Linked DNA regions of Mus musculus: regions 2, 3, 4 and 5 are each linked to region 1. Evidence: chromatin contacts called from public HiCAR-type and HiChIP or PLAC-seq data. All regions are on one chromosome and are shown on one strand. Each heading gives the region's core, a stretch centred on a gene start, on an enhancer-like site or on the middle of the called end of the contact. The rest is flanking DNA. Distances are from core to core; before and after follow the strand shown. Region 1 holds the start of Lpar1 (lysophosphatidic acid receptor 1). Region 2 has its middle 22 kb from the start of Olfr267. Region 3 has its middle 86 kb from the start of Olfr267. Region 4 overlaps Musk (muscle, skeletal, receptor tyrosine kinase). Region 5 overlaps Musk (muscle, skeletal, receptor tyrosine kinase).

What was found. HiCAR-type assays count read pairs that join an accessible place to other places. HiChIP or PLAC-seq counts read pairs in DNA pulled down with a chosen protein or histone mark.
Region 2: a HiCAR-type map of fibro-adipogenic progenitors shows a contact between it and region 1, with 6 times the contacts expected there. The contact joins the enhancer-like site here to the promoter of Lpar1 in region 1. A contact is called at or near these places in 7 of 39 promoter capture datasets (cranial neural crest, frontonasal cranial neural crest, hippocampal neurons and 3 more), 1 of 15 datasets of contacts at CTCF or cohesin (the NIH/3T3 cell line), 22 of 484 Hi-C or Micro-C datasets (B cells, CD4 T cells, DN2 thymocytes and 17 more), 12 of 115 datasets of contacts at active chromatin or transcription factors (astrocytes, bone marrow-derived macrophages, craniofacial prominence and 9 more) and 4 of 9 other capture datasets (adipose tissue, embryonic stem cells, liver and 1 more).
Region 3: a contact with region 1 is called in a HiCAR-type map of fibro-adipogenic progenitors, with 4 times the contacts expected there. The contact joins the enhancer-like site here to the promoter of Lpar1 in region 1. A contact is called at or near these places in 1 of 39 promoter capture datasets (cranial neural crest), 1 of 15 datasets of contacts at CTCF or cohesin (the NIH/3T3 cell line), 6 of 115 datasets of contacts at active chromatin or transcription factors (bone marrow-derived macrophages, craniofacial prominence, embryonic limb bud and 3 more) and 3 of 9 other capture datasets (adipose tissue, macrophages and pancreatic islet).
Region 4: a contact with region 1 is called in an H3K4me3 HiChIP or PLAC-seq map of bone marrow-derived macrophages, with 4 times the contacts expected there. The contact joins the enhancer-like site here to the promoter of Lpar1 in region 1. A contact is called at or near these places in 3 of 39 promoter capture datasets (3T3-L1-derived adipocytes, the SN4741 cell line and liver), 1 of 484 Hi-C or Micro-C datasets (bone marrow-derived macrophages), 4 of 115 datasets of contacts at active chromatin or transcription factors (bone marrow-derived macrophages, forebrain and neural tube) and 2 of 9 other capture datasets (adipose tissue and liver).
Region 5: an H3K27ac HiChIP or PLAC-seq map of the NIH/3T3 cell line shows a contact between it and region 1, with 4 times the contacts expected there. The contact joins the enhancer-like site here to the promoter of Lpar1 in region 1. A contact is called at or near these places in 1 of 39 promoter capture datasets (the 3T3-L1 cell line), 1 of 15 datasets of contacts at CTCF or cohesin (the NIH/3T3 cell line), 6 of 484 Hi-C or Micro-C datasets (3T3-L1-derived adipocytes, adipose-derived mesenchymal stem cells, bone marrow-derived macrophages and 1 more), 4 of 115 datasets of contacts at active chromatin or transcription factors (the NIH/3T3 cell line, acute myeloid leukemia, bone marrow-derived macrophages and 1 more) and 2 of 9 other capture datasets (adipose tissue and liver).

Annotation. Positions count from the first base shown.
Region 1 is chr4:58,551,808-58,557,680 of GRCm38.p6, reverse strand. Lpar1 (lysophosphatidic acid receptor 1) reads left to right here and starts at 4,388. Exons shown (of 4, transcript NM_172989.1): 1 at 4,388-4,547.
Region 2 is chr4:58,760,845-58,766,603 of GRCm38.p6, reverse strand. No RefSeq gene overlaps it. Among named protein-coding and RNA genes, the nearest start is that of Olfr267, 22 kb to the left of the region's middle. Within about 2 kb of position 1,388, at least 18 of the 459 cell types and tissues checked have an H3K27ac peak or open chromatin away from gene starts, as enhancers often do. A contact at or near this core is called in adipose tissue and fibro-adipogenic progenitors, where this site is marked.
Region 3 is chr4:58,696,390-58,702,609 of GRCm38.p6, reverse strand. No RefSeq gene overlaps it. Among named protein-coding and RNA genes, the nearest start is that of Olfr267, 86 kb to the left of the region's middle. Within about 2 kb of position 3,474, at least 9 of the 459 cell types and tissues checked have an H3K27ac peak or open chromatin away from gene starts, as enhancers often do. A contact at or near this core is called in fibro-adipogenic progenitors, where this site is marked.
Region 4 is chr4:58,301,515-58,307,718 of GRCm38.p6, reverse strand. Musk (muscle, skeletal, receptor tyrosine kinase) reads right to left here. Exons shown (of 15, transcript NM_001037129.1): 4 at 5,990-6,117; 5 at 3,733-3,874. Among named protein-coding and RNA genes, the nearest start is that of Musk, 19 kb to the right of the region's middle. Within about 2 kb of position 2,943, at least 66 of the 459 cell types and tissues checked have an H3K27ac peak or open chromatin away from gene starts, as enhancers often do. A contact at or near this core is called in adipose tissue and bone marrow-derived macrophages, where this site is marked.
Region 5 is chr4:58,327,264-58,333,312 of GRCm38.p6, reverse strand. It overlaps Musk (muscle, skeletal, receptor tyrosine kinase), which reads right to left. Exons shown (of 15, transcript NM_001037129.1): 6 at 5,958-5,987. Among named protein-coding and RNA genes, the nearest start is that of Musk, 44 kb to the right of the region's middle. Within about 2 kb of position 2,267, at least 55 of the 459 cell types and tissues checked have an H3K27ac peak or open chromatin away from gene starts, as enhancers often do. A contact at or near this core is called in 3T3-L1-derived adipocytes, the NIH/3T3 cell line, acute myeloid leukemia and 3 more, where this site is marked.

The DNA.
Region 1 (5,873 bases), core at 3,139-5,638:
GGTCATGGACTGATGGGCAATGGCTAACCTGTTTTTATCTCATGGAGACTCTGACTCAGAACTCTACAATCTCTCCACCCAGCTCACTAGTTCCCACTGGCAAGTTGCTACCATGCCAGCCCCATGCTTCAAATCCCCAGTGGCCTTTGTAAAGTATCTCAGGCAAACCCATGCTTGGCCGCCATACTTTTCTCTCTTAAACTCAGATGAGCCACTGGATGAAGGAAAACACAACACAAACTCAGTCCAGAAACAATGGTAACTCAGTCTCTGGGCACAACAACTAGAACCTAATCTTGTAAACCTTATTAAAATCCAATTCCTCCAGTGGTGAATTCTTGTGGATCCTTCATGATACCCGGAAACTCTAGCAGCTACATCTTACCCCTCTGCTGTCACTCTGACCTAACTCTCTCCTGCTTCCTCTCTTCCTTTGTCCAACCCAGAAGTCCCGCCTACTTGCCCAGTGATTGGCTCCTTTATTCATTAGGGGATTGGTTCACAAGAACAGCACCAGGCCCCTCCACAGTACTTCCATGTTGCTGGGAGTGTTTTTCCTCAAGCTTGACAGGACTAGCTGTTTGGCCGTTTTGGCCTCTGCTGAAGTCACCTGAAGAAACCCATTCTTTAATTTGGTGAGATTATTTAGTATACACAGAGAGATTATTTAGTACAGATAGCATGAGAAGGTCATCTGAAAGGGGGGATGAGTCTGAATGACAGGAGGACTCCAGACAGATATTAAATAAAGTGTGTGTAGGCATTCCCTTCTATTTGTATCCAAACAACATCATGGATGTTGGTGTGTTAAGGAACTTACTCAAATACATTGTCTTTGATAAAGACAACTTGGAGCATGGCTCATGTAAGCTTGTCATGCCAGCACCAGGGAGGATAAAGGAAGGCTGAGAGTGTGAGACCAGCCAGACTCCGTTAGTTACACAGTGCAGTCTAGGCTTGCTTGGAGGACACTGTGAGACCTAGACAGCATACAAAACAAGACAGCTTGGAGCTCTGGGAAACAGTGTACAGTTGCCACCTTATAGACTTATAGACTTGGAACTCATTTCACACTGGTTTTGATGGTTTAGTCTGGGTTTTGCACTATTGTATCATATCTCATTCTCTCTCTCTTTTGTACTGGACACCTAACCTACTTCTGGTTGTTGACCTAAAGCTGGCTGCAGAGCAGTCTCATTCAGACAGGCCTTTGCTTGTTAGCAAGACAGGTCTGTCCAGGCAGACCTCTTGTTTATTTCATTTTCAGCCATCGAGGATGGAATAAGGAAGAGATAAGGCAAGGATCTCTCTCTCTCCCCCCCTTCTCTTTCTTTCTCTGTGCATGTGTACATGTTTGTGTATGTATTTTATATATGTGTATATGTGTGCATTTGCGTATGTATGTTCCTGTGTGTATGAATGTGTGTGCATGTGGGTATATGTATATGTGCACTTGCATATGTGTGTACATGATTGTATATGTGTGTTTGTGTGTGCATATGTATATGTGTGTACATGTATGTGTGCCCTTAGGTATGTATATGTGTTCATTTGTGTATGTATGTACATATGTGTATGAGTATGTGTATATGTGTTTGAGTATGTGTATATATGTATGAGTATGTGTATATGTGTGTTCATGTTTGTATGTGTATATATGTGTGTATATGTGTTCATGTTTGTATATGTGTGTACATGTATGTGTGTATGTGTGCCCTTAGGTACGTATGTGTATATGTGTTCATTTGTGTATGTGTGTGCATATGTGTATGAGTATGTGTATATGTGTATGAGTATGTATATGTGTCTACATGTTTGTATGTGTATATGTGTGTGTGTATGTGTGTGTATGGATCAAACCCAGCAAATGCTAGACTAGCACTGATCGGCTGTGGTACATCTTTTCATCTCTAATGAACTGGTGAGCACATGGGTTTAATGAGGATGGACACTCCCACTTGAGGTTGAGAAGGACCATAGAGTAGTCAAAGTAGTTAACACATTGGGATGGAAGTAGCTACATTCCTCAAGAAGGCAAGAGATAAACCAGCCATTCAAGGTGAGTACGAGCTAAGAGAAGCTCATTTACCTTGTGCCTTTAATAGTGAGGGATGGCTAGCCATGGGAATCACTTTGTCTTTTTATTTGATTTAGAAATATTGCTATCAAGAAACCAAACAGATGGAGTGAGCAGTAGGAGGAAGAAAATTAGGCAATAGGTCTGATTATTCTGAGTTTAGTATCACTATAGGGGAAAAGTGAAAACCTTCTTCAGTGTATTCTTGTTTTCTTTAATATGTATGTATAAAACTTGATGGTTTCCTATTCATCTCAACTTCCTAATAGTTTAAGATCAACTATCATTATTTGTAATTAGGGAATGGTTTTTATATATGAGCTTATTTATTATTTTATGGATTTTGTACTGCTGGGGGTCAAGCTCAGGATCTTATACTTGCTAGGCAAGCACTGTATATACCTCAACAATACTTGCTACACAATTGTATATGTTTCTGTTTGTTGTTGAGAACAGAATTGGTGTTGGGTCTAATTTTTATATTTTAAGTAGATAACTATAAAACAAGTCATAAATTGATATAAAATGGATTTGGAAAGCAGAGTCTTTTTAAAAAGAGATTTGAATAGTTTCCCCCACAATTCTTCATCCTGTCTCAAGCTCCCCAGGGCTGAGATTGCAGGTAAAAGTCATCGTTGCTGCACAGAATGAACAAAATTCTTGAACAGAAATCTGCCTGCCTCTGCCTCCCAAGTGTGGGGATTAAAGGCGTGTGCTACCACCTCCCGGCTCAAAATTCTTAAAAGTAAACAGCTTTGGAGAATAAATAAACGACCAGCTTTACAGTTCAGTTTTGAGCACCGTGAAAAATCATGGACAGGAAATGGTCATGGTCCCATCAAGTCACAACCTGTTGAAAGCTTGGGAACTATCCAACCCCCAGTGTCTTATCTTATCAGCTCTGCCCATAGCTGCTAGGCAGCGACCTCTTTGTACGAAGCAAGGGGTTGTCCATCCACTCCCTCGCTGCCTTTCATTTTCTGTCAGCTACGGTGCCGCCAGCCAGTCCTGCTTTTCTGTGGTACTACAACCCTAGATGTCCCTCAGGCTTTTACTCCCAGGCATCTGCTTTTGATGTGTGGAGGACTCCGCTGTGGGTTGAGGCAGAAAATTCTGATGACTCAACACACCCTGGGGGCCTGGAGTGTGAAGCAGGTGGGTGAAGACCGGCTGGAGAGTCCTCTCTCTCTGTCCGCATCTACTACTGAGTGATGGTAAGGCTTCTGAGATGGAAGTCTCCAGAAAATGATTCTTAGGTCCTGCCTCCGCCTACACTTCCAGGTGTGCCTTCCCTGCCCTTAATTGCCCTATGAAAAATCTTAGTTTGCCCTTGGAAAGTTACACTCCTAGCTGAAGAGAAATTTATAATCATAGCTCTAGGGACACAAAGGCACGCTCGCTTTGATTTGCAATTGCAAAGCCAACTATTGCTTTTCTATGGCCTGAAGTACAGGGCTGTGCTGGTTGAAACTTTGTGTGCTGCCTGAAAAAGTTTAGAAACTCAACTCGGAGGAGGCCATACACCAAGTTCTCTCTCCCCCCCCCCCCTTTCTTTTCTTGTTTTCCCCAGGCTCTGTGATGGTTTCCAGGGCTTTTCAAATGAGGAGGGGACAGCAACAAAGCATGCACCATGCAGGGCGTCCACCAAAGCTCTGCAAGAGGCCTGGCGCTGGGGTGAGCACAGGAGGGGCCAGGGGTGACGGAGGTGGGTGTGTCTGCTGTGGAGGGTCAAGGGAGCGCCGCGAAGGTACTGAATGAAAAGCTTAGGCTCCCCTCACCCCCACCCCCTCCCCGACCTGCAGCAGCGCGGGAAGTTCAGTGAATGACTGGGGGAGGGGACCACAGGAGGCAGAGTCGCTGTGGGTGCCACGCAGGTAAGGAGAGCAGAGCGGCTTGGGAGGAAAGGCGCTTTGGGGTGCGGGGAGTTTCTGACTTGTGCTCTGTGGATGTGGCAGAAAGCGCCAGAAGGAGGAGAGGTAAGGAGGCTGGCACCCGTGCCTCTTCTGCTGCCTGCCTGTTCCTTGAGCCCGGGAAGTTGGAACTGGGCGGCAGTAAAGCCCCGGGAGTTGTGACTCTTGTCCTCCAGCACAGTGCTGCCCTCCGTAGGCTCCGGGTTGTGCTGGGGTGAGGCTTGGGTTGGGTTGGCCCGGCGGCTGCGTGAACTGCGGAGCTGGACCTAGCAGGTAAAGACACGGCGGCCGGGTGTCCCTTGGCGCGGCGCGGGTGGCGACCGCCCCGCCTCCCATCGGCGCGATCGGCTCGCACTGTCCCACCACCCGCCGCTTTGTAGCCGTGCGCGTGAGCGCCTGAGTGCGCGCGCCCGCGGGCCCGGAGTGGGTGGGTGTGCGCGCGTGTGTGAGGCCGCCTGCAGGAGGCGAGGCTGCCCTGGCCTCCCGCACCAGCCGGTGGAACTCAGCCCGGGAGGGAAGTCGCCGCAGCCGCCCGGGCGGCCCTCCCGACCTTTGGCCAGGTCAGTGCGCCCCAGGGTCCGTCCAAGTGACACGTAGGTGGCCTCCTGTTGCTTACCTGGATCGGGTTGGGGACGCGAGAGGGCTGGCAAGGGGCTCCCCAAGTTTATTGGTGCCGCGTCCCCGACGACTTAGATGGCTCGGGTGTCCGCGCGTCCCGCGCTCAGTTCACTGCTCACCAGAGACTTTGTCGTCCCTTGAGTTTAAGGAATTTAAACTGAAGTTTCCTTGAAGCCGCCCTAGGCTTAGTCTGTACCTGGGAAATGCAAGGCGGGGAAAAACCTGATTTTGCTTGAATGGGTTGATCGGCTGTTTGCTCCTGTAGGGAGGGAGACTTTACTGTGAATGGTTTTAAACTTTAGGCTTGTTTTTCTTTGCTGCCATTTGGTCTTTGATGTGAGGCACCCAGGGCTTGTTGCTGCTTCCAGGCTGGGGCCCTAGACTGTCTCTTTTCTCAGTCCTTTCTTCCTCGTCTCCCGTTTTCTTTCTTCCTTTCGCCTGTGTTTCTTCTTCTTCTTCTTTTTTTTTTCTTTTTAGTTGAAATCTTCGGAGCTTTCCTTCCATGTGGGTTTCCAGCGAGTACTGGCTTGTGAAAAGTTTTACTCTTAAGCTATACCCATCGTCAGAGATACCTATTGCTAACTGCAACTAGAAGAAGGTAGCTAGTTATTAAAGCGGAATCCTCTATTCGTTTCGACAGAGCTGCGTGCTTATCCTTTTGTGTAAGTGTCTTTTGCTCACCTAACATGACTATGAAGTCAGAAGTCCGGGTTTCAAAGTCTTAGAAAATGGAAGAACATAGTCTCTTTCAGATGGAATGAATACCAAGGAAGAGGAATCAACATTACGCTTAAGGCCCCGTGCACCACAGCCAGCTGCATTAAAACACAGCTGTAATAGCATCTAGTTTTTGCCCTTGGTTCCTCCAGATGCAACATCATGAATAATAATCACCAGGGCTCTAATATTTTTTAAAATTCTATTTTATTTTTCCTTTTCTTTGGTCTTGAGTGTGAATTTGAGGGAAAAAATGTAGAAAGAGAGGGAAGCAGTTTGAGGCGGAAAGGCTGAGAAGGGTGACTTGCAGAACCACATCAGAGCCTCCTTGTACACAGCGTCCCCTAGCGGTGTACCCTGAACGGGTTCTGGGCTCCTGGGCTTGGTGTCCTCATCAGGAAAATGAATGGGTAGGATGATCTTTGCTGTTTCAGCCATCTTCCCTGTAACTGGGAACTAAGGGTGGGTGATTCCTCCATGAGAGACTAGTTGAAGTTGAAGAAGGAAAATGAAGAAAAATTAGTCTTGTGGGGAAATGGGAGGGCAACAGA
Region 2 (5,759 bases), core at 139-2,638, 210 kb before region 1:
AGAGGTAGCCCACAGAATATAAGAAAACATTAGCTAGTTAAGAATTGAATTAGTATATTATTTACCTGTTCTATGAAGAGTTTTGAAACAAAAAGACAACTGATTAGCAAGCAGGTGGAAGACTTGAATAGATAGCTACTGGAAGACATACCTGTGACCAGCAAGCACATTAAATGATGTTCATATTATTAGTCAGAGAAATTAAAGTTCAAACTATAATGAGAAACCCATGCCTTCCCATTGGAATAGCTAAAACAAGTGGGAAATAGCAAGTGCTGGCAAGGAATTGGAGAAATTGAAACTCATGCATTGCTGATGCAATAAGGTGTAGCTGCTGTGAAGAATAACTTGATAGGTCCATAAGCAATTATGTGCCCTGGAAATTCCACTTTGAGGTATATATCCAAGCAAATACTGTATACAAAGGCTCATTTCAGTACTAAAAATTCAAATAATTAAAATACAGAATGACTCATATGTTTATCAGCTGACTGATGGCTAAACAGATATGTCGTTCCTTATTCAGCCTTAAAAGTGAAGTACTGACTCATGTGACATGTATGGACCTTGAAGACATGCTAAATGAAGTAAGTCAGACACACAATCACTTGTATAGACAGTCCAGACTAGATACATTCCCTAGGAACTGAAAGTGGATTACTGATCATCTAGAGCTTCCTTTTGAAGTGATCACACAACACAGCATGAGCTAAAGTGATGAAATTCATGCTGTACGAATTTTACCTTAATAAAGAAATAAAAGTTTGATGCATATTAATTATAGTAAAAGCTTTGAAAGTTGGATGAAATAGACAAAATTGCTAGGAAAATAGAATAAATTAAATAATAAATGGAACACATATGAGACTTTTGGTAGCTAAAAATATTTTCATCAAACAACCTATATATTTTAACAAATACTCAAGGAATAAGTTACTCAAATTTTGGAACAGAAATGGGAATTTCCAAACTTGTTTTCTGGATATTGCATAATTGTGGAGTATAAACTGACCCAAAAGTACAGGCTTACTCTCATCAGACCAAAAGAAATTATGTCACTTCACAGTGTTTTACAGATGGAAATAGCATTTTATTAAAACATGCATGCTTTTCTAAATTACTCATGGGCGGCTGGCTAGGCTGCAGGCTACTCAGCCCACACATGGCTCTAAACCCCATAATGACAAGATCATGTAACAATCCAAGGGGCAATGGTACAAGGCTATCAGCAGGTATTCCTAATGCTTGAAACCCAGCTAATCTAGATTTGCATACTAACCTTTGCAGAACCCCACCTCAAAATCTTCTTCTAGCCCTGTGAAGGGAATGGGAAGGACAGAAGGCAGATTCTGCCTAGAGAAAATGAAAGCCTGTTGGGGAGGTGAGCTAATACCCAGCTGTAAGCTGAGCTAGGCTCCCCACAGAAACACTCAGTGTGTGTGTGGAATATCCTCTGAGTAACAGACCTTTCTTTGTTGATTTGAGTTATGTTTTTAGATCGCTGTTGTATAGTGTTTTAGTTTAGTATTGTAGTATGCCTTTCTTGCTCAGTGTTCACCAAAAGAGGCAGGGTTTCTTTGACCCAGGTGCCCCAAGGTAAGTATGGACATGATGCTGGACCAATAAGCCTGTCTCGTTTTAAGCAGAGGAATCCAGAAGGAGGAGATGGCAATTGCTCAGTTACCTTGTCACACCTGATTGTCCCTGTCCTGGGAGAGGTGTCGAGCTGTGGAGCAGGGTCGGTGAACTGATGTTGGGACTGACAGAGGAATGAAGTAAAGAACAGAGACCTGCCTACAGGGAGATGGAGTTCACTCTGAAGGCATGGCGGTGGGGTGGGAGTCCTGTCTAAGAAGGGCAGACATAATCACTGAGTACAAGGACTACATTAGCCATTTATTTAATTGGTGTAGGGTTGGAGAGCTCAGAGATTTATTATCTGTTCTTTCTGCTTTTGTATGGATGATGATGACCTGTGGAACTGGTTGTAAGTGAAGGTCCCTGGGCCTAGATCTCAGCAGTTCTGACTCAAAAAAACCAGTCTGGAACCCAGAAACTCGGCTTTTACAAACAGTCCTGGTGATTCTTGTGCCAGAAGGTCAGGGGCCACATTGAAAGTCCATAGTTTTCAGATGATTGTCTTTAAACATTCTTACCTTCTTATGAATCTTCATAGTATCTGTAACATAAAAAACAGAGCAAGTTTTCCTATTCTCGTGACCCTTTAATAAGTATTCCGAGCTGCTTCCATCTCCCGTATTTCTTTCTCACTCAAAGAGAAGTCAATTTCACTTCTACCTCAAGTCCTCCTTAGGAAAGTTTCGGAGATTAAAAGTTCCCTTACTTTTTTCTTAATCATTAGCTCACTCTCACCTAATTCACCCTTGGGACTGAGCCCCCTGGCCCTCTAGTTAGTAAGTGTGTATTTCCAGAGTGGCACTGCCTCTGGGGTTCTAAGCTATAATGAAGCCTCTTGAAACCCAGCTTCCTCCAGAGAAGCAAGGATTAGACTGAGACTTGTACATGGCCTAGAGGGAACAGTGTTATAATGAGGTACTGAGGTCCCACAGAAAACAATGTCTGACTTGTGTATTGTATTAACAAAGGCATTCTCTTGTGGTACATGCAGAGCTAAGTCAAAGTGGCTGTTTCTCCCAGAGGCCATGGGAAGGTGTCCTCAGAGGGAGCACCTATAATGAGGGATACAGTGCTAGGTGGATGTCCCATACTCTTTACAGATCCCTAAGCCTTTCTTGGTGACACCAGGTCCTCTCCTCAACTCCCACTTCTCTGTCTTCAGTGGGCACATGGATGAACCAAGCACACCATTCTGTGTTTATTCTCTCTCCTGCCTCATCAGAAAGAAAGAAGGGCCCCTCAACATTGAGTTAGCAGCACAGGCCCCACGCAGGGCAAGTATTAGCACCATGCTTGGCGCAGAACCATGTCCACAGTATCTGCTGACTTCCAGCAGCATCTTGGCTTGTGATTATTATGGACAGTCCTGGCTCACAAGAAGCCAGTTCCAATACCAGATTGCCTGCAGCTGTGCCTCCAGAGGAATTTTCATCAAAATCCTTTCCCCCATTTCCGTATAGTAGTTATCATTCAGCTGCAGGCAAAATGTAACTTTGGATGGAATTTAAATCTTGGAAAACAACATTCCAAAGTAAGAGAGGCACTGATAAACAGAAGTGATAGCATATTTTACACAAATGTTTTCCAAGCACACAGTTAAAAATGACCTCACATTTGATTTCTTTTCAGCTGCACAATTAATATTTTCCTGTAAACCGATGTGAAGTGGAAAACTTAAGGGTTCTTTGGAAAGTCGGTTGGTTAGTGTTTTGCTGGGGCAAAAACACTTGAATGAATGTTTAACTGAAGTGGACACAGGTAAAAGACTAAGGCAGACTCCTGAAGGAATGTTTCTCTGAAGCAAACACAGGAGAGAGGATGTTCTGCTAAAGCAAGCTCGTGAAAGGACACGTGATGAAGAATTCTTTGCTAACAACATGCATATATAGGTCCGCCTTACATTGCATAGTTGAGCTGCATTCATCAGGATTCCATAGAGAGAAATGCAATGAATGCTACAGCTAGCATTTCTCAGACTAATCCTTTTTTCCTTAGGATCCAAACAACAGACAACAGAGAGACTGGATAAACCCAGAGACTGGGCAATAAATGCTACAGCTAGCTTTTTTCCAGACTAACCATTTTTTCCCTTTGGGCTCAAAACATGAGTTCTTTACCCCAATTCAAACAATATATATATATATATATATATATATATATAATATAAAACCATCATCTCAATCGCTTCAGTTGGAGCAGGTAGTTTTGGTTGCTTGATGTGTTATGGTTGTTATCATCTAGGGTGCTAGGTTGTTTTAATTATTCTATTCTATATTGATAGAAATGTAAGGTTTTTTGTTTAATTATTGTATATTAATAGAGACTTAAGTTTTTGTTTAGTTACTGTATATTAATAAAAATTTAAGTATTTTTTCTTAATTATTGTATACTGATAGAAATTTAAGTTTTTTCTTTAATTATCATATATTGATAGAAATATAAGTTGTTTTGCTTAAATTATTGTATATTGATAGTTATTTAGGGATTTTTGTTCATTGTATATTAATAGAAATTTTTGTTAGACTATTGTTTGACTATATTGTACATAAGCCACTTATTGAAAATGTGATGATTCTTATAATTATTTCTGTTATGTATAGATTGTTAATGTTAGAGAAAAGGACAATTCTTAAACAGAAAGGGGGATATGAAGTGGAAACTTAAGGGTTCTTTGGAAAGTCGGTTGGATGGTGTTTTGCTGGGGCCAACACTTGAAGGAATGTTTAGCTGAAGCAGACACAGGAGAAAGGATGTTCTGCTAAAGCCAGCATGAGGAAGGATGTGTGATGCTAATGACAGGCATGTGTTGGTCCACCTTACATTGTCTCAGCTCCAAACTTTGTCTCTGTAACTCCTTTCATGTGTGTTTTGTTCCCAATTCTAAGAAGGGGCAAAGTGACCACACTTTGGTGTTTGTTCTTCTTGAGTTTCATGTGTTTTGCAACTTGTATCTTGGGTATTCTAAGTTTCTGGGCTAATATCCACTTATCAGTGAGTACATATCATGTGAGTTCTTTTGTGATTGGGTCATCTCACTCAGGATGATACCCTCCAGGTCCATCCATTTACCTAGAAATTTCATAAATTCATTCTTTTTAATAGCTGAGTAGTACTCCATTGTGTAAATGTACCATGTTTTCTGTATCCATTCCGCTGTTGAGGGGCATCTGGGTTCTTTCCAGCTTCTGGCTATTATAAATAAGGCTGCTATGAACATAGTGGAACATGTGTCCTTATTACAAGTTGGAACATCTTCTGGATATATGCCCAGGAGAAGTATTGCAGGATCCTCTGGTAGTACTATGTCCAATTTTCTGAGGAACTGCCAAACTGATTTCCAGAGTGGTTGTACAAGCTTGCAATCCCACCAACAATGGAGAAGTGTTCCTCTTTCTCCACATCCTTGCCAGCATCTGCTGTCACCTGAGCTTTTGATCTTAGCCATTCTGACTGTTGTGAGGTGGAATCTCAGGGTTTTGATTTGCATTTCCCTGATGATTAAGGATGTTGAACATTTCTTTAGGTGCTTCTTGGCCATTCAATATTCCTCAGTTGACAATTCTTTATTTAGCTCTGTACCCCATTTTAAAAATAAAGTTATTTGTCTGGAGTCTAATTTCTTGACTTCTTTGTATATATTGGATATTCACCCTCGATTGAATGTAGGATTGGTAAAGATCTTTTCCCAATCTGTTGGTTGCCATTTTGTCTTATTGACAGTGTCCTTTGCCTTACAGAAACTTTGCAATTTTATGAGGTCCCATTTGTGGATTCTTGATCTTAGAGCATAAGCCATTCTGTTCAGGAACTCACCCCCGCCCCCATGCCCATGTGTTCAAGGCTCTTCCCCACCTTATCTTCTATTTGTTTCAGTGTATCTGGTTTTATGTGCAGGTCCTTAATTTCTTTGGACTTGACCTTTGTACAAGGAAATAAGAGTGGATCAATTTGCATTCTTCTACATGCTGATTGCCATTTGAACCAGTATCATTTGTTCAAAATGCTGCCTTTTTTCCCAATGGATGGTTTTAGCTCCTTTGTCAAAGATCAAGTGACCATATGTGTGTGGGTTCATTTCTGGCTTTTCAATTCTATGCCATTGATCTTCCTGCCTGTTTCTG
Region 3 (6,220 bases), core at 2,225-4,724, 150 kb before region 1:
TTTAAGTGAGTTATTAAAGTCTTTCTTGATGTCCTCTACCATCATCATGAGATATGCTTTTAAATCTGGGTCTAGCTTTTTGGGTGTGTTGGGGTGCCCAGGACTGGGTGAGGTGGGAATGCTGCATTCTGATGATGGTGAGTGGTCTTGGCTTCTGTTAGTAAGATTCTTACGTTTGCCTCTCACCATCTGGTAATCTCTGGAGTCAGTTGTTATAGTTGTCTCTGGTTAGAGCTTATTCCTCTTGTGATTCTGTTAGTCTCTATCAGCAGACCTGGGAGATTAGCTCTCTCCTGAGTTTCAGTGGTCAGAGCACTCTCTGCAGGCAAGCTCTCCTCTTGCAGGGAAGGTGCCCAGATATCTGGTGTTTGAACCTGCCTCCTGGCAGAAGTTGTGTTTCACTCACCAGAGGTCCTAAGATCCTATGGAGAGTCCTCTGGGGACCTTGGGGGTGTCCGCTGACTCTGCGCCCAAGGTGACCCGATGCTAGGGCTGACCAGAAGGGACTTGTGACCCTGGTCAGTCCTGGTTTTCTGCTTCCCCAATTAATGCTGTCTCAGGTCCCACGAGATTCGATTGGAACAGAAGTTGTGTTCCACTCACCAGAGATCCTAAGATCCCATGGAGAGTGCTCTGTGGACCTTGGGGGTGTCCACCGACTCCGAGTCCAAGGTGACCCAGTGCTGGGGCCAACCAGAAAGGACTGGTAGATAAGAATTATAAGAATGAGCTTCAATGCTGCTTGCATTGACACAAACAAGATCTCACTAAATTGCTGATTCATGGAATGATCAAAAGGGAACCTGGGGTAAATGATTAAACTGATACAAGATTTTCTAAGGAAGTAGCTTATGCAATTCTAAATAAAAGACTAGCCTTTGGTCTGCAGGAGAGAGCAATCTCGAACAGAGAGCTCTTCCCAGCAGATCATAGAGCTTCCTGTCAGCTTGCATCCATCACTAACTCTGAGTCATTCTTTCTCCCTGCTCCTATTCACCCCTTCCTTAGGACCCTCTTTCGTGCTGAGGCTAGACCTTTCATTTGTCCTTGTGTTTTTGACTTTTACATTTCCTTTCTGTTCCCTGACCCACTGTGTGTGTGTGTGTGTGTGTGTGTGTGTGTGCGCGCGCGCGCGCGCACACGCGCGCATAGGAGGGTATGCTAGAGGTTGGCATTGGGTAGGTTTTTTGTTTTGTTTTGTTTTGTTTTTTTTGACAGGTCCTTCACTTAATCTGGAGCTCATGTGTTTTGCTAGATCCCCTTATGTTCGAGTCCCAGGAATCTAGCTCCTTCTTCCTCACTAGTACTAGGAATATATGCTCTTACTCCTGTGCCTGGCTTTTCCATGGGTATAGGAGATTGAAGTCACCTTGTTATGGATGGGAAGAACTTTACCAGCTCAGCTATTCTCCTAACTGTGACTCTAACTTTTTGAAGAAAGGTAGTTAATTTTAAGAATGTCCTCAATTTAGCTTCATGTTGTTTCTTAAGAAAGTATTTGCCATATTTATTTGTAATAGAAAAAAAATGAAAATAATTTAATCAGACATTCTTGGGGTTTAGCTAAATTAATTTAGATATACCTATATGATGTGATATTATTCAAATATCAAAATGACAGAATAGGGGCTCTCAGAGGAGCCCAGTTCTACAGTCATGTCAGATGGCTCACAAACACCTGCTTCTGGCCTCTGAGGGCACTTGTACCTATGTGATAACCCCACCCCCATACATATGCATTATTAAAAATAATAAAATATATGTTTTTGTTTTTTGTTTTTTCGAGACAGGGTTTCTCTGTATAGCCCTGGCTGTCCTGGAATTCACTCTGTAGACTAGGCTCGCCTCGAACTCCGAAATCTGCCTGCCTCTGCTTCCTGAGTGCTGGGATTAAAGGTGTGCGCCAACACACCCGGCTAATAAAATACATCTTAACAAATGATAGTATAGATACTTAAATATTGACAAAAGAGTTGTCCCAAATACGTTAAGAGCAAAAGACAATATATAAAGCACTTTATATTAATGATGGAGCTTTTAAGTAAACAGTTATAGTGAGATTTGCATATTAGATAACAGTAGTTATCTGGGGAGGTCATTGTTGTCTCTGGATGATAGCTGAAGAATTTTCTCTTTCAAGTTAATTATAAATTATGCTTTTCTAGAATGAAGATTGTCAGTGATATATTACAAAGAAACTTCTTTCTGCAGCCCTTCTATGAGCCTGCATCAGTGCACATTGCTGTCTTATCTCCACGTGCCCTTAATATGAAGATTCATTTCTCAGGATCCATTGCCAGGGGTGGCTGGGTAATCTACTACTGCCTTTGTTAAAGTTTATTTTGTAAGTAGCTGGGGTTGTACATTGATTTTTCTCTAGTTGAAAAAAAATATGTTAGTCAAAGGTATGGGCTACTCCTTCTGATGTCAAGAAATATCATGGCTGATATTTTGTATAGTTCACTTTTATTATTTCATCTTATTTTCTTCCAATCTTAGTTTATCTTTCTTTTTATTGGTTTCTCCTGTAATTCCACCTTTATCTGTTTACTCTAACAAAAATTCTCGGTAGGCTGAGTGGGTCATAGTGGTAGTACCTGTTACCCACCAGCTCCAGGTGCCGAGGCAGGAGAATCATAAGTCCACATTGGACTACATAATGGATCCTGTCTCAAAAGAGAAAATAAAAGAAACAAAAGCCAAGCAAACAGTAAGGAGCACAGCAATAACAATAACAAAGAGAGTCCGCTTTACTCTCTATGAGCATCTCCTTTCGAAATACTTCTGTGAATAAAGTATGATTTAGAAAGTGAGCAACTTGAGGCTGAAGAGGTGACTCAGCTGCTCTCCCAGAGGATTGGAGTTAGTTCTCAGCACCTACATCTGTGCTTCATAACCGCCTATAACTCCAGTTCTCAAGGGAATCAGATGCCCTCTATGGCCTCTGCGGATACCTGCACGCATGTGCATACATTCATACAGAACAGACAGGCAGGCAAGCAGGCAGGCAGACACACACACACACACACACACGCGCGCGCGCGCAAAACAAAATGGAGCAACGTGATAAGTGACAAATTAGTATAAAATTATGTAATACAGGAAAAGCCAAGCTAACATCTTGAGTGTTAAATGTTTGAGTGTTTGCTTCATGTCAGGCCCTGAGTTATGGAAGTTACAGGCATTTTCTCATACATCACCAGAGCTAGCCTCTAGCTGGGCTACAGCTTCTGTGGCTTTCAGATAAGGAGGCCACCCATGGATTTTCGTTTCTGTTCCATTTCTTCCCTTTAGTATGTGATCAGTTCTTTCTTAACTTTGAAAGGGAGTGGAAACTTTTCCTCTATTCTTGAGGAATTCTAATCTTCCATGTCCTAGGAATAGAGACAAGAAAAAGCTTGTCGTGAAGTACAGGGACTCCCAGAGAGTTCTGGAGTCCCAGGGTTTATAAGAGGAAATTGCATAACTCACTGCTGGGCTGGAAAGGCACTGGTGCCCTCGACTGCAGAGCAGGCAGGACAACCAGGGCTCAGATGGACAGTAGTTGTGATGGATGAGCTGGCCGGAGAGTAGGTCCTTGGCTAAGGCAGAGAGAGTGATGGAGCTGTCCAGGCATTTGGCAGAGACAGGGATATCTGAGGCAAGAGACAATGGAAAGAAGCAGAAAGGCTCCAGCAACTTGTCTTGTAAGGCCAGAGAGCACAGTTGCTCATCTCTCCCGGTCTGCCATATAGTCCTGTCTTAGAGTGGTGGTCTATAATCCACGATTCTCCATGCTTTCTCTGTGGGTAGTAAATAAGATATAATGGTCGCTCCCAGGATGGAGTTTGGAGGTTCATTTTCTCCTTTTAAAATTCATTTTATTGGGGGCAAGTTATTGCTATATACTTCGTACTGGTCTCAAATTATAGGTCTTTCTGCCTCTGCTTCCTAAGTGCTGAGATTGTAGACATGCACCATCACACCTGGCTCCCCAGCTTGGTCTTGTAGGACCTCTGTGTAAACATTCACCCTTTTAGTTACTTTTTTCTCCACTGTGGCAAAATACCAGACAGAAATGAGTTAAGAGACAAAAGGTTTGATAAGCTCATTCAGTCTGTTAATGGTGGGAGAAACTTGGTAGTGGAGTAGGCTCAGTACATGGCTATGGGGTATACAGTGGCTGCTTGTCCACACAGTAGCAGGCAGGCTAGTCTAACCCAGAGACTTAATAGAGGGACCTACTTTCACGGACCAAGCCCTACCTCCTGATGGCACCGTAGCCCTCAAAGCAGTGCCCCTAGTATGAGAAGAGATATTCAAGATACAGCGGGCTCCCGGAAGGCCTTTAGATTCAAACTATACCAGTCATGCTGTATGACACTCACTGGGAAAACATTTAAAATGGTGTTGCAAAAGAAGCCATTGCAAGCCCATGAGATACAGAACCAGGGTCAGTAAGTTACTTTAATACATGGAATGTGGGCTAATTATCTTTTTTTTTTTAATGACAGCTTAAAATATGTCCTCAAGGAAGCTAAACAATGTGGAATCACTGAAAACCACTCTGTGATGCAATAGATTGTAAAAATTTACCCTTAAAGACAAAAGGTGCTAAATATGAAATTCTCAAAGCCCCTAGCCAATCTCTCTTCATCTGTTCATCTGTTTTTTTTTGTTTTGTTTTGTTTTTGTTTTTTTTTTGAGACAAGGTCCTGTGCAGCCCAATCTCACCTTGAACTCCCTGGGTGTAGCTGAAGAGAAACTTAACTCCTGAACCTCCTGCCTTCATCTCCCAAGCACTGGGACTGTAGGCATGAGCCACTGTGCTGGCTCAAAGCCTTTCTTAGTCTTCATTTTTTCTTACAAGTTTAATGTGGAAGAGGGAAATACATAGAAAAGAAGGCAATCAAGCTTATTTGTTAAAAACATAGGAAGTTTACCCCACCATAGTTCCTGGAACCTTTTAATACTGACTGCCTTTTGATTTCTTAGGCCACTGATGTCTATCCTAACCCTAGGGCAGAACAACAGCTCCCAAGATGTGAGTCATAGCCTTTACAGGCTGGGCACTTGTGAGGCAGAAGCAGGTGGATCTCTTTAAGTTGGAGGCCATCCTTGTCCACATGGAGAATCTCAGGCCAGCCAGAGCCACTCAATATGACCCAGAACAAAACAGAGAAAAAGGAAAAAGAAAAAAAAAAACCATGAAAAAGGATCCTCACGCATGTGCTGAAGAATTATGAGATGGAATGTAATGGGCGGGCTCAAACGCCCTCCCGAATGCCCTTGTGAGAGAGACAGAGGGTCATAGACAGACATGTAGACAGAAGAGGAGGCCAAGGGTCCACAGGGGCTGTCTTGATGGGCTAGGAGGGGAAGAGCAGGAGCCATGTTTTATTTCTAATTACTTAAGTAAATTCCTAGGTCTAGTTTCCTATTCAGCAGGTAGAAAATTCAGTAGCTTGTGTCAGAGGTCTAAGGTGGCTTAGACTGTGCTCATTGGCTGTTGACATCGGCTGTTCTTTGATTATCAGCTTCTCCTGACCTCTGACCCCTGGCCTCTGATCCCTGACCCCTGACCGGAGGTCTGCTGCTTCACTGCTGTGCTGGTAACTGTTTTCTTGATGCTGCTTCGTGGTTCCACCTCTATGAGAGTTCTAAGTAGACATCTTCAAGGCTTTTTATTCTTCAGTTTAATCCGGGAGTACATCATTCTGCATGAGATGGAGCCAGCCTGGGGGAGCCCTCCCCCTTCTTCTTGCTATTTCCAGTCATTTAATTTATGTCTCACTCTTCGAAGCTCCCTCTAATTGTTTGACATTTGGAGCACAAAGCCAGGGTGAATCACAAACTGTTTATCTCTTCTGTTACTGTTAGCTTCATAAAATTTGGGGTGAACAACTCTCCAGGAATTATTACAGATGAGCATCTGGGCTACCAAACCATACGCAAGTGTTTAGATTGGAAATTCCAGAGTCTAGAATGGGTAGAGCAGCCCCCATAAGGAATTCCGTATTTATGTCTTAGAACATGTATAGACACGTTCAATTGTAGGTATAATTATGATGACTGAAAGCAACCACAACCTCCTGTGTAGATCTTTCTTGATCTGTTAGATATGTTTAACTGCTATGGAAAAATATCTCATAGACATGGAAGTTCTTATATGGCTTATGTGTTAGATGGCTTTATGGAAATTATATGAATTTTGTTAGATAGACAATGATACTCTGGTTTG
Region 4 (6,204 bases), core at 1,694-4,193, 250 kb after region 1:
GACGGTGTGAGTCTGCCATGCAGTGAAGGTCTCTCCTTCCATATTCATGATCCTGCTCTCTGCTAAAGCCTTGAAGTTGCTCCACAATCCCATGTTTCCTTCTGAGTCATCATTCCTATCCCATGGCTATTTAAAAATCTTTCCACTCTCTTTCCCTTGCCTACCCCCACCCCTACTGTGCCCTCCTTACAGAGGATAACCTACCATCTACTTCCTAAAAGAAACAGAGATCATAAGAACAGCCTTCTTAAATCCAATATGCCTCATTTACAAACTGATTCATATCGGGAATGTCTCCATTTCCCTTCTACCCCAAGGAAGAAAATTCTCTGTCCCTAAGGAGAGCAGCTGTATAATGTTATCATGGGAGCCTAGATACTTTAGAAAGTAAAAGCAGGATTCTATTAATAATTATTCCAGAACAACAGGTGTGAAACAGAACTGTCCTGGGAAAAACAGGACATGTGGTCTCCCTCTGTATAAAGTTTATAGTTCCACCTGAACCCTGGATGCCACCCTTGTGTGTGTTCCTTTGTGCCCCCTCCTATGTGTGGTTAAATTTCCCTTCTCCTGATGTTTTAACATGGTCATATTTCTAACTGCTTCCTGTTTTGATTCCAAACCTCTTTTTTTCCATGTTCATTGAAAAACTTGTGAACTCCTACATGCATGCATGCACTCACTCTCTCTCTCTCTCTCTCTCACTCAGACACACACACTCTCTCTCTATCACATACACACACACACTCACACATACACACTCTCACACACACTCACAAACACACACACACTCTCTCACACATATACTTACACAGACACACACAGACACACACTCACACACACTCTCTCACACATACTTACACAGATATACACAGACACACACACTTTTTTTGCCTTTACAGGATTCTGATTTCCTCTTCTCTTACTTCCAACCTGATACTACTCTAGACAATGTCATGCCTTGTTCTTTAATTGAAAAGAAAGTGTTCGATATGCCTCATTTTCTTAGATACTGTCACCTGTGTGACCCTGTGTAAATGAGCCACCCTCACTGTCCCTTAATTTCCTAAAATGGCACAGCATCTGACACTCCTATTTCAAACCCTCTGAGTGGCAAGCTCACATGGCTCTTCACAAGTGGAGCATTCGGCATCACTTGCACATTTCGACATTCTAGCCACCCCATCGAATTTGAATGACACACATGCTGCACAGGCTTGGGTTTCATCAGGAGCTCTGTATGTCATGTACAGCATCTTTTGACAGAAGACAGGGTAGTATAGTGGTTTGAATGAGAATTCCCCCTCCCCCCGCCCCCATAGGCTCATACATTTGAGTAAATGGTCCCCAGTTGATAAAACTGTTTGGGAAGGATTAAGAGGTGTGGCCTTGTTAGAGAAGGTGTCCACTGGTGTTTGGGCGCTGAAGTTTTGTTGTCAGTGTGCCTTCTCTGCCTCCTGCTTGTGAATCAAGACATGAGTTCTCAGCTGTTCCTGCTGCCATGCCTTTGTGTCATTATCATAGACTTGATGTCAATAAAAATTATGATAGATATCACTTATGTTATAATTATATGGGCTAGCAACAGTATACCATGTATTTTGGGTATTTTGATCAAGAGTAGAGAATGTAGAATAGACATAGGCACTAAATAAGTTTCTTACCAACTGTTAGAGAAATTTCAAGTGTTAGCATGAGCTCTCAGCCATAGCGAATTTTAATAAACCCCCCAGGATATGTTAACAGTCAAGGCAACAAGAATGATGATTTCAATGTTAGGAAGAAGGAAGCGGCATCTCATTTTATTGATTCACAATTAAGTGGCAAGAGCAGACTGTGTAACCAGGCTCCAGTAGATCAATACTGGCAATAAATTTCTTTAAGTCAATTTGAAGCAATTTGTTTTAATAGCTGGGAAGACAGAAAACTTGAGTTTGGTAGGTCAATAAGGAAATCTTTTGTGGAATTTTATACAATTGGATAACATCATTCTATGTCATTCTACATAGCATTCAAGGCAATCTTGAAACCAGGCAGGTCTTCAGTAAGTAGGTTTCAGATTGCAGTTACATGTGTATTTAGCTTGCACTGGAAAAATATCGATTGTATTCTAATCTTTAATAATTTGTTTTCATTTCATCTGCATTGGTGTTTTACCTGCATGTGTGTCTGTGTGAGGGTGTTGGATTCCTTGGAATTGAGTTATAGGCAGTTGTGAGCTGCCAGGTGCTGGGAATCAAACCCAGGTGTTTTGGAGGAGTAACCAGTGCTCTTAACCACTGAGCCATCTCTCCAGCCTGCATTCTAATCTTTAAATAGAATTGACAAATTAGAAGATGTTAAGTTGTTCCAACTATATTGAGAACTATGCTAAGATATATTATATGTATATATAATATGTGTTCTTATTTAATTATCTAATATATATGTATATATACACATATATACATATACATACATGTATGTATATATGTGTGTGTGTATATATATATATATAGTTTGCCATTTCCTAATGGAAATTTTATAAGCAGTTGGTGTAATGGCACCATAAAATATGTTACTTCAACTAGAGACAAATATGGAAAGAGAGGTCATTAAAGCTGTGAGAGAAAGGACCTAGGTCTACTCAGAAAATGAAAATAACTTTAAGTGAAGGGAAAACACAGGAGAGGACAGATTTTGGCTAAAGCAGAATGAGATAGCACAAAGATCTGGGACCTATCTGCATCTTCCCTGTTTTAATGACTATTTCTGTGTTATGTCTAGTCCAATATTTTATCAGTCAAAAACGGGAAAGAGAAAAAAAAAGGGAAAATAAAAGCAGAAAAATCTGTAGCCATCATCTGTGAAGTAAATTCCAGGCCAGACTGCTGAATCTAAGCAAGAGCTCATTGATTCGTTAAACTCACGTTTACAGAGGGAGTAAAACGTTGTGTCTGCAGCTCAGAACAGGAAGGTGTGGGAGGGTTTCACGGCTGAGTCGTCACTTGTCCAGCACAGGACTGCTGGCAGTTCCTTCCCCTCCCCATTTATTGAGTGTAGTTTTATTTTCTCACGTAATATATCCTGACTACTGTTTCCTCTCTCTCTCCTCCTCCCAGTTTCTCCCTAGCCCACCCCACCTGGATCCTAGTTCCTATTTTTAAACCAAATTTGATAAAATATTTTAGGTAAAGAACCAGACAAACAAGGAAATGGAACACTAAAATCTGTTTTGGATTCTGATTTCTCAATGAAGATTTTTCCCCAGCAATTTATTGAATGACCTCATTAAAAATACATTATATTTGGATAAACTGTTACTATGCTCATAACATTAATTGCTACCTAACTCACAGAATTAGGACCATGTTTATATGTTTGATTCATTGGCTTATTATTTGCATCCTTTGTGAAGCCATAATTTGGAAAGGATTAATTTTTTTTCTATCTCCCTATGTTTTAAAGTCAATCCAAATGCATTAAAAGATAAACTTATTTGTAGCCAATCTTATAAATAAGAGAACTGTTTGAGCTGGAAAGTCACACTAAAATGGTGTCACGGTCAAACGTAGCAGCAGTTGGGGAAATAGATAGGATATGAACGTTTATGCTAGGGAACTGTCTTTTGACTTCTCTGTTTTCAAAGCCTTGCCCTCAGAGCTGGTGAACCACAACTTCCTACATCATATCTTTCTCCATCCAAAGTACAGCCTCCCCAGCAGACAGTGAGGGGTGCGTGCTGCCTCTTACCCTCCACTTCCAGCTTCACCAGTTTGGAGTAAGCTGTGCCCAGGCTGTTTTTGGCCACACAGCGGTACTGTCCTGCATCTTCCTTTTGCACATTATGGATCCTTAAGCTCCCAGATTCAAGAACTGCGATTCTGGAATTTTCCTGCCAAAGACATGAGTTTGAAAACAGCCTTAGTCAAAGACACACTTGCCTTATTTCATTGATTTATCATTACCCTTAACACCCAAAGTGTCTGCCTCTTCTCTGCCTATGCATAATAACATATACTACTGAGACCATGAAAGATGATCAAAATTAGCTATCTCAATATCTAAGATTGCATCTATTCTGTTTTTATTTTCCTTCATCACATTAGAACACATCAATGATCATAATTCCTAAAGGTCGTGCTTGTTTGCACCTGTTTGAAAGCATTGAACTTTGGGGCTAGAGGTGTGGCTCAATGGTAGAAAATTTGCTTACACACAGCAACCCCCAGAATAAAATACAAAACAAGGCAAAAGTTTAAAACATTGTTTTCTGTTACCGTGACTTACAATGGACCCTTAGGATATCCTCAGGAGAATACATATCTTGAGAATAATTACTCTTTGGAGTTCAGATGGGACATTTATCTTCTCTTTTTGAATTCATTGTTAACTTTACAAGTTCAGTCACTTTTAATTTTTATTATAGAAAATGCACCAAGGCTTATAACAAAAGGAAAGCCAAGTGGTATATATATTGTGATTAAAGTTGGCAAAGCTTACCAAATTTATAGTTTGTTTCAGTTATTTGATGTATCTTGACAACTATGCATTGCTTCCCACGGAGTGTGTTGGGCCTGGTAGGATGAGTCTGTCATCTCATTCTTGGTGAGATGAAGCCGTGAAGATGATTATAATATATAAAAACACTTTATTAAGCTGGGTGTGGTGGCGCACACCTTTGAGCCCAGCATTTGGGAGGCAGAGGCAGGAGGATTTCTGAGTTCAAGGCCAGCCTGGTCTACAAAGTGAGTTGCAGGACAGCCAGGGCTATACAGAGAAACCCTGTCTCCAAACAAACAAACAAACAAAAACACTTTATTAGTAACCAAGGAGACAACATACAAGAGCATACAAGCTAACCCAATGAATAGCTAATTTTTTGTAAACGTGTGTGTCATTATAGTATATCTATCTACATGTCTGTGCAGTTATACATGTGTGTGCATCCATGTGGCAAGAAGAGGGCATCCGATGTCATGATCTTCTACTCTCTACTTTGTTCCTTTGATATCTTCACTGAGCCTGGAGTCAGGCTGTCGGCCAGCAAGCCACGTGATCTTCCTGTCTCCTCCCGCAGCACTGTAGTCACAAGCTCACATGTATGTGGGTGCATATGAGCTCAGGTTCTCATGCAAGCAAGCACTCTGATCCATGAAACCCAGCACAAATAACAGAGCTTTAACCTAACTTCTGTTTGTTACTGAGATGTGTTTGTGTCTATTTATCATTCTGAGTCTCTGTGCTCTAGTATCTGTTTTCTCTCAGTTTCTTCCTTCCAATCCTCATTTCTCTTCTCCCAGAAACGACCAGTTCTAAAACTTGGGTGTTAGTTCAGCTTTGTTATGCCTAAGGTTTAAAACAGTTGATGTTGACTATGATGACTATGCTGCTGCTGCTGCTGCTGCTGATGATGATGATGATGATGATGATAAGTGATACAACTGACCAAGACAAAAAAAATGCTTGGGCTCTGAGCCCACTTCATCTCTAATGCTTCTGATTCCTATTGCTTCTGTCTCCAAGTCAGTCCCTACTAGAATGCCATAGAGTGAGTGTGCATAGTTAAGAAGAGAAAAACATAAGTTTGCCTAATGTGTATACAAAAAACATATACTAGAAGCTTGTGACTATGTAGATAGCTAGTTAGAAACATATACTAGAAGCTTGTGACTATGTAGGTAGTTAGTTAGCTGTTAGTTAGAAGTTCTGGATAATTATATTTAAAAGATGACTTAAGCAGGTTGGAGAATTTAGCCATTAAGAATTTAGCCCCGCTGCTCTTGCAGAGGACTGGAGTTGATTCCTAGCACCCATACTGGGTGGCTCACACTGTCTGCCACTCCATTTCAAGGGACCTGATTCTCTCTTTTGGCCTCCATGGATGTCCATGTCCATGTCCACACACACACACACACACACACACACACACACACACACACACACACGTAAAACACAAATCTTTTACAACGATGTCTTATACAGAGATTTTAATACCACCATCACTTACCCTGAGAGCATTGTCCCCCTTGATCCAGGACACAGATGGTTTGGGGTTACCCATCGTAGTGCACGGCAGAACTGCCTTCAATCCCTCTATTATTTTTACATTAATGGGAGGACGAGTTATTTTAGGTTCTGTGGGGAAAATGAAAGTCAAGTATGAAAAAAGGCAATGTGTCTATATTGAATTTGGAATTTTAACCCTCTGGTTACTCTTGGCAC
Region 5 (6,049 bases), core at 1,018-3,517, 220 kb after region 1:
TGTGTATAACTCGTGTCTCACTTTAAGGGACATTTTCTTAGAGCCATAATCATCCATCACACAGTACAACTCCCAATCACCTTTGCCCTTCTATCTTATGATGGTTACACACTCACTGCTATCTGATACTTGGTCAGTTCCCACTTATGTGTCCTTCAGCTGCCCCATTAGAATGTCTTGGTCTGTTTTGTTTCCTGCTGGATTGAGTGCCCAGAAGAATTCATGATGAAAATAAACCCAAGACACTATTTTAGCAAACTAAAGAAATAATTACTGGTTTATACCCTCAACTCTTTTCTCTCGTATTGAGAACAAATTCAAACATATCACACATTTCAAAGAATGAGATGATGGGGTTGGGGGAGGAGCGTTTAGGATAAGTGTGAGGAGGAGTTTGAGTCTCCTGCGTTTCTTATGGTTATACATCTTCACCAATTTAAAAAAAAATCAATCTTCAGGCTTAGCAGTTCTATCCTGAATTAAAAAGAGAGTGGTGAAAACTCAGAGTGAATTGGAGAACGCAGTTCAGAAGATGAGCTACATTTCTGTCCTCCTTTTCTGATTCAGTGGAAACTGAATCCTCATTAAGTTTATTTACTTTCCCAGAGTAACAGCAGTGATGGTAATGAGCCTGGTCTCATGCCTTCTGATGTTAAGTCCAACAGGCTTTTAAGCTATTATGAAATCTTTTTGTTTTCCTATTGTCAACATATTTTATGCTCTTTTCTGATGTTTTCTAGGGCCCGAGCCCAACACATGACAGGAATTCTAAACCCTAGTTGTCATGGCAATTTGACTTAGCTCTTCTGGTTCATGAAATTCATAGAGTTCATGTGGACAAGGGGGAAGATTGACAAAACAGTCCCAGCGAGGCTGGACCTCCTCAGCAGTCCCTTTATCTTTTGACCTCTTCAGAAGGTCACATCACTCAAGGGTATACAAATGTGCCTATCTCCCTTGACACCTGGATCTTTGGTTGGTGCAAAATTGAATTAACTTGACTTCCTATCTTTTGATATTGAGGACTCTAAGATGTGTTATTTATAACACCATTTGGGGTCAATCACTTTAAATATGTTAATGTTGTATCCCAAAGTTGAGAGGACAGAAAAGTGATAAAAATGTCATGTTCAATGACAACAGTGCTGAAAAAGTACTAAGTTTTTTTTTCTTTTAATATAGTGAATGGTTAACATGCAGTTGAATCTGTCTCTTAAAACTAAAATTGAGGGCTAGAGGTATAGTTTCCTGGGTAGAGTGATTGCCTAAGTTATACAAAGCCCTGGGTTCAGTCCCTAGCACCACATAGACCACATGGAGTAGGACATGTCTGTAATCCCAGCATTGAGGAAATAAAGGCAGGAAAATTGGAGTCCAAGTGGTCATCTTCAGCTACATGGGAGCTTGAGGTCAACATGAACTACATACCATATGACGTTATCTAAAAAATAACAACAATAACCTGGCTTTAGAAGGTCCTGGTATCTAATTAAACACCCAACAAAAATCAGAGTTCAGGAACACAAGAAGCAATATCCTGGAGATCATGTTTGTCAAACTCAGAATGCAGAAAAAAGAGGGAAGAAATCTGCTATGCTCTGAAAGAGATTTAAGGGCCATATCATCTAAGTGCTCACTTTGGATTCTTATTTTCCCCACTGAATCCAAGTTCACAGGCTGTTCTCTTTTGACAGCCAAACCCAGGCTGACCGGCATTCTAGCAGGGGTCAGCCACATAACTGTTCTTGTTTTCTGGTGATAGTAATGGAGATCTAGGCTATGCCACACATCTGTAACACATGGCTGGAATAGTGTGTGCAGGGGCTGGCACTGCAGGTTTGGAGTTGAGTCACTGTAATCGGAAGCACATGGGGCTCACTGCCTTTGAGCACTGAGAACAGTGTGGGCCTTGTAAGACTGGGAGTTGGATCATGTTGGTTTCAGTCTTGTTACAGCAGTGTTCGAATGGCTTGACTGAGCCCTTGGACTTGAAACGAGGGCCTTTTGGATAAAAACTAGGACAATAAAAACAAACTGGAAAAAATAGGAAATCTAGATTCTTTCTCCTATTTTGATTTATAGAAGCAAATGTTTTAATTCGAGAACTTCAAATTCTTCTTGGAAATGTAGTAACAAGGGTGGGTTTATTGCGTTCTGATTTACAGCATTTCTCTTTTCTTTTGGCAGCTATTGCATTATATGGATTGCCACTTAGGTACATTGCGAAACCCTTGATGGTCTATATTGCACAACACAGCTAAGCATAAGTGAGATAGTGAATAAGTCAGCCAGCTGCTCTTGCACAGCTCATCATGATGTCGAACTTCATGGATCCCCTATCCTGCCTGATCCAGTGCTTTCTAGGGGCTCTGTTTGGGCACACGTGATGGGTACTATTGGCCACATAGGTGTATCCGAGACTATAAAACTGCTAATAAATAGTTGTTCTCTCCAAAGTGGACTTCATCATTAAGTGCAGTGTGTTAAGAGAAGAAAATGACCGGAGATTACACTGAAGCCAGCCTATCCCACACTCTTGAGTTATCTCCAAAAGACAAGAGTCGGCCTTCCCTTTGCAGTAGTGACAGACATCTTCAAGCTTTCCTTTCACTTTTCCTCCTCCCAAAGGAGGTTCTAAGCACACTCCATACCTTTGGGTTCCATTGAAATGTCTTGTTTTCATTGTGCCCTCCATGCCCCTCATTCTGGTTATATTCACATATCACTTAGCACCACTTGACAACTGTGGGTCCTTTATTTATTTGTTTTGTGGCTGTCCCTCTCCCTAGGATGCAAACATTATCAAGGTCTAGCTTGGCTTTGCCCATCACTGCAGGCTGACCTATATATGTGGGTCTCTGTGTATTGCTAGATGTACCCTGCCTGGTAGAGGGTAAGAAATCATAAGTATTTGTTAAATGAATAAGTGGATGAGTAGGAGAGTGAGTGGGTGACTTTTCTGGTAAGCTAAGGCAAAAGAAGTTATTTATAGTTTGTGTAGGTCAGCCCTGCTGGACCACCATTCTTTTGCCTATCATACCTCTATGAAGGGAAAGAGCTTGATATGCGGGTGGAAGTTTACCAAAAGGTTACCAGGTCAGGACTTCTCTACCCAGACATTAAGATGAGTCATGGGAAAGGCTGGAGAGGCAAGCATGACAAACACATGTTACGCTAGTCTCCTTGTTAGCTAGATGAGAAGGCTTCCTTCTTCGATCCAGCTTTATCAGCAATAAGGCTCGTGTGTGGCTCCCCATCTGTATTGGTTTCCAGTTTTAAATGTGAAAGGTGAAGGTGGGCTGAGAGAAATTCCAAACACTTAACAACCGTCCACAACAATCCCAGCAGCTGCAACCAAAAATAAAAGTCTGGCTAACTTCATCCCCTGCAGGAATGAACTTGGATATAGTTGGATAGCAGATCCCATTGCTTCGGTGGGTAGCCACAGGCGGAGAATGCAGCCTACGTCATCAGGGAGATGCTCAGTGATCAGGGGAGCTCGGTGAGATCTGCTTCCTAGCCAGTGAAACGCGCATCAAATGTCTTTATTTTGTAATTCACTTTCATGTAAGAAAACATGTTTTTGTTATATAAGCAAGCAAAGTGCTGAATAGGAGTTTGAAATTATTTAGTGATTCGGAGAGATTTTATAACTATTTTGATGTTACACTTCTCTTGCTACAGGTAATCTGATTTCACACGATCTAATCTTCCCATGGGTGAGTATGGCAGCACTCACCAGCACTATGAACAAAAGACGTGGCCAGTGCTGAGCCTTAGGATTTTCTGTTACAGAATCTATTCACATGTTTTGGGCTTTATGTCTCTTGGGTAAACTTGCAGCCCTATTTGAAGGTCAGGAATCCTACATCAAAACAGTTTATAACAAACAGAGGCATACTTCTTCTATCCCCACCCTGAACACCTGCCGCATTCATTTTCCAAATTGCTTTCAGATTTATAACCGGTCTTATGGTTTCCATTTTAAAGGGTGTACGTGTTCAGGAGCTATGTCCATCATAATTGTTCTTGTAATATCTTGGGAAATGCAGGGAGCAGGAAACCTAGGCCAACTCCTGAAATGACAGGTCTCTCTTCTTGTTAGAGGGCAGTTCAAGAGATTTCTCAAATTTCGGCCAGTTCTCTATTTCTGAATGGTTATTTCAAAGGAACAGTGAGAGCTTAGATATTTTACTTTCTCTTACTCTTTTCCTTCTGTAGTATTTCCTACCTTCCGTTGGAGAATTCTTTATAAAGGTTTCAAGGGATCAGTGACAGGCAGGAATAAAGGAGAAAGGGAGATGACTTAAAACTAACCCAGACTGCCAGGTGGAATGCTTTTACTTGATTGGTATTGTAAATAACCTGGTATCTAGAAAGAGGAAAACATTTTAGATACAGGTTAGGCCTCTCCTGTGGCTTAAATCTAAAATGTCTTCCACATGCTCATGTGGTTGGCCACTTTGTCTGCAACTGGTACTGCTGCTTTGGGAGGTTTGGGGTTCTTTCTTTTTTTTTTTTTTTCCTTTGAGGTTTTTTTTATCATTTTAATTATGTGTACATTAATTGTGGGGGAGTATGCACATAGTGTGTGCACATGTAGGTGCAGGTGCTGAGGAGTCCAGAGTAAGATGTCAGATCCCCCAGAGCTGGAGCTAAAGGCAGTTGAGCCTCCCAGGGTGAATGAAGGATCCTCTGTAAAAGCAATGATGCTCTTAACCACTGAGCCATCTCTCTGGCCCGGGTTATAAATTCTCTAGGACAAAAGGTTAGCTAACAGAACTGGGTTGTTGGAGCAGACCTTGAGCACTGTATGTATTTCGGGGTACTGGTCCAGGCTCTCTGCTTCCTGATCCACTGTGACGCACAGGCCTGTCTGTCACCTCACACCCTTGCAGCTGCAGATGGAGTTGTAGCAGTCCTATGCCTTCCCTGCCAAACTGGTTTGTATCCCTTGGCTCTCTGGGCCAAATGAAAGCTCTCCTTCGTAAGGCTGCTTCTGCCTGTTAGCTTGTCAGGGCAATGAGATAAATACTAATACAGTTTTCCTAGTCTGAAAATTTAAAAGGCCAAACTCATTAAGAGTGCCAACATGACTCTCAAAGGTTCATAGATAGACTTCAGATCTTCAGCTTTGGGATGTTCAGCTGGTCAAGTCTGGGCAAACCATTCCAGAATCTGAAAACCTCTGGAAACTGAAGCACATATGACCCTGAGGATTTTGAGTCTAAAGTACTTAATCGGTTTTATTTGTCCCATAAAATGAGAAGGAGGCACTGTTTAAAACAATGGTAGCCTAAGACACATAAGATAGCCTAGAACCGAACTGTGTGACCTGAGGACTTGTGGCTTTTGGCCTCAGATCACCAAAGTTTGGTTGCGAAGAACATGAGTTTTACTGGGAGAGGAGTTACTTTCGCTGATGGGAGGCTTGTCGTCCATGAGGGCTGTCCCAGACAAATATACATCTCCATGTTAATTAAAATAAAAATCACTTCAGTTTTTACTGATCTAGAGCAAATGCACTAAACTCCTCATTGCATTGAAATGTTGGTAACCAAACATAAATTAGCACCCTGAATTTTTTAATACGTCTCCAAAATCTTAATTACCCCCCCACCCAAATAACCTTCTGTCCTGACCCGGGTGGGTTAGTTTTCTTGTCTGTTCTTTCTCTTTAATCTCATGTTGTGGATCTAGAATTTGGAATATGTGATTGTAATCCTTGTCTAGATTCAATGTTCTCCTGAGAACTCTGATGGATCCGTAACCTGCATCTACAGGAAAGCAGCCCCATCTTCAAGTTCTCTGTTTGATGCTGTGACTTCTTACTCCTATGGGCCACTTTCCATTTCTTGACAAAATAATAGGACTTAAGGTCAGGAAAATAAGCCAACGGAAGTATGTATACTGTGCATCTAAAAAGAAGCAGCAAGGCAGAGAGAAGGGGAAAATACCTTTAGCGTCCTGCTCAGGTTCTCTGTCTTCTGTTAATAGGAACAGGAGGAAACCACCAACACGGGCAACAAACAGAAACAAAACAATGCTT